Linked DNA regions of Rattus norvegicus: all the other regions are linked to region 1. A link is a contact called in public Hi-C data. All regions are on one chromosome and are shown on one strand. The core of a region is the stretch at or near the end of the contact, and the rest is flanking DNA. Distances in the headings are between cores, read along the strand shown.

Region 1 (3,035 bases), core at 432-2,931:
ATGGAACTCAGTTATTCTATATTCTAAATACTTTCTGCCATGTGTATGCTCTTTGAGACAAGGTCTGGTACAGCCGGGGCTGTCCTGGAATTCTTTTTTTTTTTTTTTTTGGTTCTTTTTTTCGGAGCTGGGGACCGAACCCAGGGCCTTGCGCTTCCTAGGTAAGCGTTCTACCACTGAGCTAAATCCCCAGCCCCCCTGGAATTCTTAAGTATCAGTGGATGACCTTGAACTCCCGATCTTCCTGATGGCACCTCCCAAGTACTGAGGTAACAAACGGGGACCAGCCGACAGGATTTTGATTATGTTTCACCATCAGTACCCATCTTCCTTCTTAGTCTCTTGAATGTCATGCCGCTTTTACTAGAAGTGGCATTTGCATTAGGAAGGAACTCAGGTTAGAATCCACAGAGGGCTCAGGACACACATCAGTGGTTTATAATCACACACTCACCAGCCACTAACACAAGCCCATGGGGTTCCCGAAGCACAGAAGAGGTGGACAATTGAGATTTGGAAAGAAAGATCAGGGGTGGGGCTTGAGGTAGGTGCAGCAGCTCCACTCTCCTTTGCCACCCCCTTCTCTTTTCCTTAGTCTTCTAGGCCCATTTGCTTCAAGTAGCACAGGCTGCAGATAAAATGAGTAAGAAAACAAGGAGGTGGGTCAAAGGAACCCATCTATCCTTTGGAAATTGTGGAAAACAAACATTTAGAAAGTGAAGTCAATCCCATCCTGTATTCACCATGATCGCCCTATACAAAAATCATACAAAGTCTCTTATTGAGGTAATTATGGGCCACTGCCTTGGCTTTCCACAGAAAATCTTGTTTGGCCTACCCAGGATTTATAGGGGAGCTGAAATCATTAAATAACTAGTTAACCTCTGTTTGGCAAAAAGAGTAAGCAATTACTGAAAAGGGGGAAAAACTGCCTTTCACAAACAGCACAGATAGCATCCTGAAGGGATTTACACAATACACCAACGTCTGTTCTGAACATGGAGTTGTTAAAATAATTGTGATGACAGGTGTCTAGGTGCCACTTTCTTAATGGTTTTCAATATCCATTGATTTATTATTGTGGCTCCCCCCACTTACATCTCTAGCTTTAAGAAGGAGCTAAGAAAAGAGATTTTGCACCAAAGGCTGATTCTTTATTCCTGGGCTGAAAAGAACTAATAAAAATAATCACTCGGCTTTTAAGCAGAAAGCTTCCATTTACAGTATTTCACCCTTACCCCCCCTCCAAGCCCCTTGTTATCTAACATAATGGCTAGAATACATTTCCGTCTCTCCCCTTAATAACTTCATGCATTAACATCCTCTTCACACACGCGCGCGCGCGCGCACACACACACACACACACACACACACACACACACACACACAGGCACGCACGCGCGCGCGCGCGCCCAGCAAAAGGGGGGAAAAGAGGCAGCAGAAATCTCAGCTGTACTTCTAGCCCTTTTAAAAAGTTTGCTCTGTAAATTGGAATGAGGTCAGATTTGGAGCTTCTCATTGCACGCGGAGATTATTATTGCATCGGGTTCCAAGCCAATGGGAAGGACGGGGGAGGGGCTTGGCACGAGGAAGCGTTAGTTACAGCGGCTGATTGGCTGTCTGCGAAAGGATAAAGAAGCGCGAGGCGGAATTGGGGTCTGCTCTAAGCTGCAGCCAGAGAAACAGAGTGAGGGAAAGAGGGCCGTCTCCCTCCCGGTTTCCAGTTCTTGCACGCTGTTTCTTAGAGAGTCTGCAGTGGGGGAACTCTGCCGGTAACCAGCTCTCCTTCTTGCAGGAGGGAGGGAGAAACATACATTTATTCATGCCGGTCTGTTGCATGCAAGCTTCTTGGCTTCCTACCTTGCAACAAAATAATTGCACCAACTCCTCAGCACCGATTCCGCCCACAGAGAGTCCCGGAGCCAGAGTCGCTTTGGCTTTGCTCTGCAGGAAAGGGACTTAGGCGCTAGAGACGATGTCGCTTTCCTGAGCTACCGCGAGCTCTCGTGAACTGCAATCGACTGCTTCAGGGGAAAGGGGTGGGGGAAAGACTTGCCCCGGAGGCGGCGAGAAACTTGCGTTTGGAAGATACTCCGGCTACCAACGTTTGGAGAAACTCCTCGCCGCGGCCGACTCCAGCCTCGGTGCCCGCAGGGAGAACTTCAGCGGTGAGGGAGGACGGAGGGCCTCGGAGACTCTAGGTTGGCGGCGGGAGGCGGCCGCCCCTGGCCCGCGCGCTGCTCAGGGGACCCTGGTCTCCGCCCCGGGGAGCCCGCAGGGCCCGGCGACCGCGCCGCGAGCGTGTGAGCGCGCGTGGGCGCCCGGCAAGCCGGGGCCATGGTACAACAGACCAACAACGCGGAGAACACGGAGGCTTTGCTGGCTGGGGAGAGCTCAGACTCGGGCGCCGGCCTGGAGCTGGGCATCGCGTCCTCCCCGACGCCCGGCTCCACGGCGTCCACGGGTGGCAAGGCGGACGACCCTAGCTGGTGCAAGACGCCCAGTGGCCACATCAAGCGGCCCATGAACGCCTTTATGGTGTGGTCGCAGATCGAGCGGCGCAAGATCATGGAGCAGTCGCCCGACATGCACAACGCCGAGATCTCCAAGCGGCTGGGCAAACGCTGGAAGCTGCTCAAGGACAGCGACAAGATCCCGTTCATCCAGGAGGCGGAGCGGCTGCGCCTCAAGCACATGGCTGACTACCCTGACTACAAGTACCGGCCGCGAAAGAAGGTGAAGTCGGGCAACACGGGCGCGGGATCGGCGGCCACAGCCAAACCTGGGGAGAAGGGCGACAAGGTCGCCGGCGGCAGCGGCCACGCGGGAAGCGGCCACGCGGGGGGTGGCGCGGGCGGCAGCTCCAAGCCCGCGCCCAAGAAGAGCTGCGGCCCCAAGGTGGCGGGCAGCTCGGTCGGCAAGCCCCACGCCAAGTTCGTCCCGGCGGGCGGCGGTAAGGCGGCTGCATCGTTCTCTCCGGAGCAGGCCGCCCTGCTGCCCCTGGGGGAGCCCGCGGCCGTCTACAAGGTGCGGAC
Region 2 (2,819 bases), core at 37-2,536, 140 kb after region 1:
AGAGGATACTGTCTTCTTGTGTGTCAAGTGCTGAATGCCGTGCTGAAAGCCTCGCTTCAGCCTCAGGAGACAGCCTGGAAGTAAATCACTGATTTTCCCCTAAAGTGGACACTTAGATGGTGTCCTTATTAGTGAGATCAAATCTAGCCTACGCCAGTTATAGTTTTCTTCTGCAGTTTCCCCTCTGAGAGGTACACTGGTGGTACCCTTATGCAAAGTCCCCTTATGCAAAGAGGGCAGAGAATTAGCTTTTAGATTTATGCAGGGTGTGGGATGTATTAGTTGAGATTTCTGTAACAGTGTGAGGGTGGTGAACAGAGCCGTTGGCCAGTGAGAAAATATAATATCTCATCTATGGTACAGACTTGACATGTTCTTTACAGGCGTTAAATAGGGCAGTTTATATGTAGTTGATTAATAAATCATATGAAGCAGTAATATGTACATTATTCTAATTTGACTCACCTTCTATGTTTTTCGAGATGGAGTGTCTTCCTCTGTGTAGCCCTGGCTGTCCTGGAACTCACTCTGTAAACCAGGCTGGCCTCAGATCTGCCTGCCTCTGCTTTCTAAGTGCTGAGATTAAAGATGTGTGCTGCCATGCCTACCTTTGATTTGTATCTTTAAGCAGAGCATAAAATCAAATGCTTGGGGGGCTGGAGAGATGGCTCAGTGGTTGAGTGCTTTCTGTTCTTCTGGAGGACTCACGCTCAGCTTTCAGCATCCAGGTATCTTACAACTACCGGTAACTCTAGTTCCAGGGCATCCAATACCCTCTTGTAGCCTCTGAGGTCACCCACACACATATAGCATCCACTAGTACAGACACATACACATAATGAAATAAAATAACAATAATTCTTAAAAATGATAAGAATACTTAGCAGGTCGAACTCTTCAGTTTGTTCTTTACGTCTTTAAATATGTGAAGTGGTTTAAACAGGACAAAATAAAAAGAGAAAACAGGGTTTCTTACAGCAGAGTGCTATCCTCAGTTCTTCTTACAGCAGACTCTTATCCTCGGGCATTTTCACCGGCCCCATATTTTCATTTTGTGATGGAAGCGAAGTGTAGTACAAAGCTCAGAAACTGTCCAGTAAAAATGTGAGTGGGTTTCAGTTGCTTCTGACTGGCTTCTGAATTTTCAGGCTTTATTCTATTCTAACTTTTACTCTGGTTTCATGTGAATACAGCTTTCTTGTTTGAAAAGGGACAATGGGTTTATTCAACCCTCAAGGCCCTCTGCATTTGGTCTTTATGTCATGGCCTGTGGTGACTTTGGACTAGACGTCATTTAACTTGGTTCAAAACTGTAGCTATAACAGTGTGTGTGTGTGTGTGTGTGTGTGTGTGTGTGTGTGTGCACGCGCGCGTGTGTGCGCGCGCGCGCGCTTCTGTGATGTGAAGGGATGTTGGTGCTATATGAAAGCTTATGTCATAAATAAATGCATGCTTGTATTGTGTGAAAGGGTGTTGGTGCGATATGGAAGCTCATGTTGTGTGAGCATGCACATTTCCAGTGCTGGTTTTTGTGGTAAAGTGTATCGAAGGCAGGCCAGTTTCTGGTTCACTGTAGGGAATAGCTTTGTGAGGTGCTCATTTCCTGTTTGACAGAAATACTTCCTGGTCTGAGGAATTAGAAGTTTGAGTTATACTATTTGGCTCAATATCCTTTCCCCCCATAAATATTGAATTAAAATAATATAGTGGTAGAGAAAATAAACGATTATCCTAACATCTTGAATGGCTATTCTTAAACTGAGAGCTATCTGCCACCGCGATGTTAAATTTTACTCAGGAATGTAGTGAATTCTGTTGTGTTTTTAGTTCCTTGATATAAAGCATCCCAAGGAGAGCTTGTGTTGGGTTGCATTGTCCTGAATTTTCAAGTGATCATGCGTTCACTTCTTAAGCATTTCCCCTCAGTCCATTTTGCTGTGTATCTAGCTTTGTCTTATATGCACACCATTGCATGCAAGCTCACGCAAGCGTGACCTAAATGGGACATTTGTCATGACAGAGAGTATTGAATCTTTGCATTGTCTCTTCATAGGGGCTGTAGTCTTCAGGTAGAGACCATCTTGAAGACAGCACTGCAGTAAGCATGCTTATTTGAAGTACACAGAGCACATAAGTAAAGAGTAAGTCTTGGTGATTTGCGATTTATTTCAACCATCTGATGTGCTCCTATGTGTATGCAATGTGTAGACATTTTCCAGTTGTAAAAACAACCTGAATTCCATCTCTCCCAGTACACAGCGCTCACATGCATGCCTGAACATAGGTGAATATGTGTCAGTTGGAAAGAGGGATCAGGGGAACTGAGGTACAAATGGAAAATTCAGTGCCGGAGCTCTTGCCTTAATTGGTAGTGTTGAAAGAAACCTTAGCCCCCCAGGGAGTTCTCGGTGACTGTGGGTGTACTATGACTGCCTTTCATTTTATTGGCTCACTAAATTCTTAGATTACTCTCTGCCGTTTGATATTGACAAACCATAAAACTCTTCAAGAACCTGTGTGGCACTGACTTACAAAGAATTATCTTGTTAATAAACTCGCCATCATTTGGAATTCAAGTTTAATTAAAATGGAAAACTAAATGATGATGTAAAGACTTCTCCTCATTTAAGCCTATATCCTTTTTATTGTCTCTTGTCCTCTTCTCTCAAGTGAAAGACAGATTTCATCTTAAACCCATATTTTATGGGGGGGAGGCAAGGTGAATTTTTACAAAAACTGTTGTAATTCTTTTTCTGTTGTCAGCTTTTATTTATTTATTTATTTATTTATTTATTTATTTATTTATTGGAAAGGGAGTT
Region 3 (3,221 bases), core at 373-2,872, 190 kb after region 1:
TTTCATGTGGGTGTAGGGGATCAAACTGAGGACATCACATTTGCCCTCACTTTATGGACTGAGCCATCTCCCCAAGCCTGAATTGTTTATTTTTTTTAATCATTAACAGATCTATGACATAACAATGTTCATTCTTTGGTTACTGTTCAGTCATTTAAGAAAGATTTGAGACTTTTTAAAAGAAAGGTTGATTTCCATGCACAGTCACTATGTATATACTTTTATGCTTACGCCAGGCCCTTTCACACCGAGGTTTCATTGTGCATTGATTTGCACACTGTTAAAGCCAGAATATGAAAGAGTCAGTTTACCAATATGAACTAGAAAACCTTAAAGAACTTTAAAAGGAAGGAACGAAAAAGCCATCTGGGGCCTGAGGAGCAATTTGAGGCTGTACTGATGCTCCAGTTGGCAGGCTGTCTGGGCAGCTGGATCTAGGTTGCACCCTGTATTTTCCCCCTTCCATCTGGACAGACATGGAGGTGTTGAGTCTGTAATCTGGGTCTTGTGAGAGCCAAGTCCGTGTTATGGAGTAGTTCTGTTTTGCACACAGTTGTCCTGATTTTCCCTCTTCTCTGCTTGCCCACTAGAAGGGAAAAAAGTAATCAGAGGTGCTGCTGGGTGGGGCCCTCTTTGATTGCAATGCCCCAGGGGTTTCTAGGTTAACAAATTAGAGCTTTTGGGCTGACTGAGCGGCCTCGTGCTGGTGGGTGCAGCAGCTTTTTCATGCCTTCTCATGTTCTTGCCCCCCTTTCCACTCCAGAAAGGAGACTGAACCCAGAGGCTTTGACTGAGGAAAGGCTGGTCTGAGGAGCCCTGGGACTGTTGACCACAGCTGCAGAGAGGAAGGCCAGCCCTTTCTTGGAAGGTGTGGGATGAGAAATGCACTCCCTTCCCTGCCTTTGCACTGATGCCTGGTGTGCCTCAGAGCTAGGACACCCGGGCTGGAGGGTGGAGCATGGGGAGGGCTAAGGTTAGGGAGAGGAGGTGAATCTCTCCTGGGAGCAGGGGACCAGGAATAAACATTCAAAGGAGCTGGGACAAACCCTCTGGCTGCCCTCCTGAGGTTGAGGGGCGGATCAGAAAGGGACCTTGGTCAGTTGTGGAGGAGGGTCAGAGTCAGGGAGGCAGTAGCCTGAGTCTTGGAGGAATAAGATCTCGCTGGCTGCCTCCTCTCTGCTGGGGTCGCTGAAGCCAGTGCAGGAAGTGGGAGGGTTTCTGCTAGAGTTTATTGAAAAAACAGCTGCCTGGCTCCACTTCCCTCCCCCACAACGGCCCATCCTCGCTGTGGCTCAGGATAGAACTATGCTGTAAACTTTGGCAGGAGCCAGGCATGCCGATACTTTCTCAAACAGCAACTTCTTCTCCCCCCACCACCCCCTTTGGCATAGAGCCATTAGTTTGAGGCTGGGGAAAGAAACAGAAAGACTAAATAAAATGTGATACAGTGATTCTAGAAATGATTTGATTTGGTCCAGTTCACCGACTGGACCTGAAGGAACCAGTGAGTAAGGTAGGGGAGACAGTTTTTGCAAGTGGTGAGCAGACGCCAGAACTGGAAGGCCTACATGCTCTTTTCCATTACTGTCATGACATCTTGGACAGAATCCACTCTAGGAAAGCACTGTAAATGCCTGTAAGTTTGTGACTTAGTCTTTGACCAAGAATGCTTAGGGGGTTGAAGGGGACAGGAAATAGCTAAGAGCCAGGGCCCCACAGGACAGAAGTGTGTGTGTGTGTGTGTGTGTGTGTGTGTGTGTGTGTGTGTGTGTGTTGATTAGGACCTGCAGATGGTTAGCAGCAGCTGTTTTATGGTGTGAACTGTTTGCTCAGACTTTCAGAAGCTAATTCTCCATGGATATTAGTTTGCCAAGCAACTCTTTCCTTTATTCTTGCTTCCCAACCTATTTTCGTGTGTGTGTGTGTGTGTGTGTGTGTGTACCAACCCTAGCTATGACCTTGAGGCTCCAAAAGCTGCTGGCTGAGTCTGAGGCTCTAAGTACAGGAGGGTTGCAGCACCAGGAGGCTCCTGGCTCAGGTTTACTTCAGACCTGGGGGTGAGGGCAGATAGCAAGGAGAAGGCTGCAGAGGGAAGGGTTTTCCTCTGTCTTGTCTGAGCTCATAAAGTGTGTGCCTGGCTCCCCCTCTGCTCTGGCTTTACTGTGAACTCCTGCTCTCGCCTTCACCCTTCCCCTTTGCCTTCTATTAAACCTGAACTCTGTTTCTTCCTCCACTTGACATGAGAGAATATATTTTTTTTTTTCAGGGACAATTATGAGTAGTGAGTTAAGACATCTCTAAAATTCACTAATGGTAGAGGCCTTAGGGCACGGTTAACCAGTTCTGTTACCCGCTTCAGTATTTTCCTTCTGTTAATACCCTGCTTGTGGCTTGAACTACTTAAAAAAGCATCCTTAGCCCTGTTGTAGAAAGCAAAGCAACTGTCACCCTCTTGTGTGAGAGCGTGACAAAGTCTGGGGTCTTGGAATGGTAGAATTTAAAAGGCCAGTTAGTAACATTTCCTTATTTTTGGTTCTGGAAAACCCAGGGCTTTGTGTATGCTAAACACAGGCTCTCTCAAACTCCAGCCTACATTACTTATTAATGGGTCATTAGTAATAGAGGCTTCTTGTTGTCGTTGTGTGTGTGTGTGTGTGTGTGTGTGTGTGTGTGTGTGTGTGTTGGTGTATGGTGTATGCATGTATATGAGTTCAGGTATATGTGAGTGCACATACAGGCCACAGATTGATTATCGGTGTCTTCCTCTGTTTTAGTTTCTTTATATATTATTACTCTTTAGATTTAATATTCATTTTTATTTTTTTATATTATGTATACATGTGTAAGTACGAGTGTGGGTTTGTACACTGAAGTGCAGTGCCCACAGAGGCCAGAGATGTCAAATTCCCTGGGGTGAGAGTCAGACATAGTTGCTGGAAACAAAATTCAGTCTCTGCCGAGCACTGCCAGATTTTAGCCACATGGCAATGTCTTTATTTATGAGGTAGTGGGTCCCACTGAACACGGAACAGTCAACTGGAGCTCCTCATTGCTTCAGCAAGATGAGCAGGGCAGCCCACTCTAGGAATCCTCCTATCTCCTTCTCCCCACCGTCCAGATGACTGTCACCATGCCTGGCTTTTTTCTTGTAAGTTGGGATAGAACTCAGGTCTTCATGTTTGCACAGGAAGCACTTAACCAGCTGAGTTCTCTCTCCAGAC

Evidence for each region. A called contact is a pair of places that touch in the nucleus more often than the background predicts.
Region 2: a contact with region 1 is called in a Hi-C map of Schwann cells, with 5 times the contacts expected there. The contact joins the enhancer-like site here to the promoter of Sox4 in region 1. A contact is called at or near these places in 2 of 12 Hi-C or Micro-C datasets (Schwann cells and mammary epithelial cells).
Region 3: a contact with region 1 is called in a Hi-C map of psoas muscle, with 4 times the contacts expected there. The contact joins the enhancer-like site here to the promoter of Sox4 in region 1. A contact is called at or near these places in 6 of 12 Hi-C or Micro-C datasets (the A7r5 cell line, the Rat2 cell line, Schwann cells and 3 more).

Annotation. Positions count from the first base shown.
Region 1 is chr17:35,874,617-35,877,651 of GRCr8, forward strand. It overlaps Sox4 (SRY-box transcription factor 4), which reads left to right and starts at 1,682. Exons shown (of 1, transcript NM_001271205.1): 1 at 1,682-3,035. The coding sequence starts at 2,338.
Region 2 is chr17:36,017,200-36,020,018 of GRCr8, forward strand. All of the region lies in intron 2 of LOC134482707 (a long non-coding RNA gene), which reads left to right. Among named protein-coding and RNA genes, the nearest start is that of Rpl29l1, 90 kb to the left of the region's middle. Within about 2 kb of position 1,287, at least 2 of the 93 cell types and tissues checked have an H3K27ac peak or open chromatin away from gene starts, as enhancers often do. A contact at or near this core is called in Schwann cells, where this site is marked.
Region 3 is chr17:36,062,174-36,065,394 of GRCr8, forward strand. All of the region lies in intron 3 of LOC134482707 (a long non-coding RNA gene), which reads left to right. Among named protein-coding and RNA genes, the nearest start is that of Rpl29l1, 140 kb to the left of the region's middle. Within about 2 kb of position 1,623, at least 22 of the 93 cell types and tissues checked have an H3K27ac peak or open chromatin away from gene starts, as enhancers often do. A contact at or near this core is called in the A7r5 cell line and Schwann cells, where this site is marked.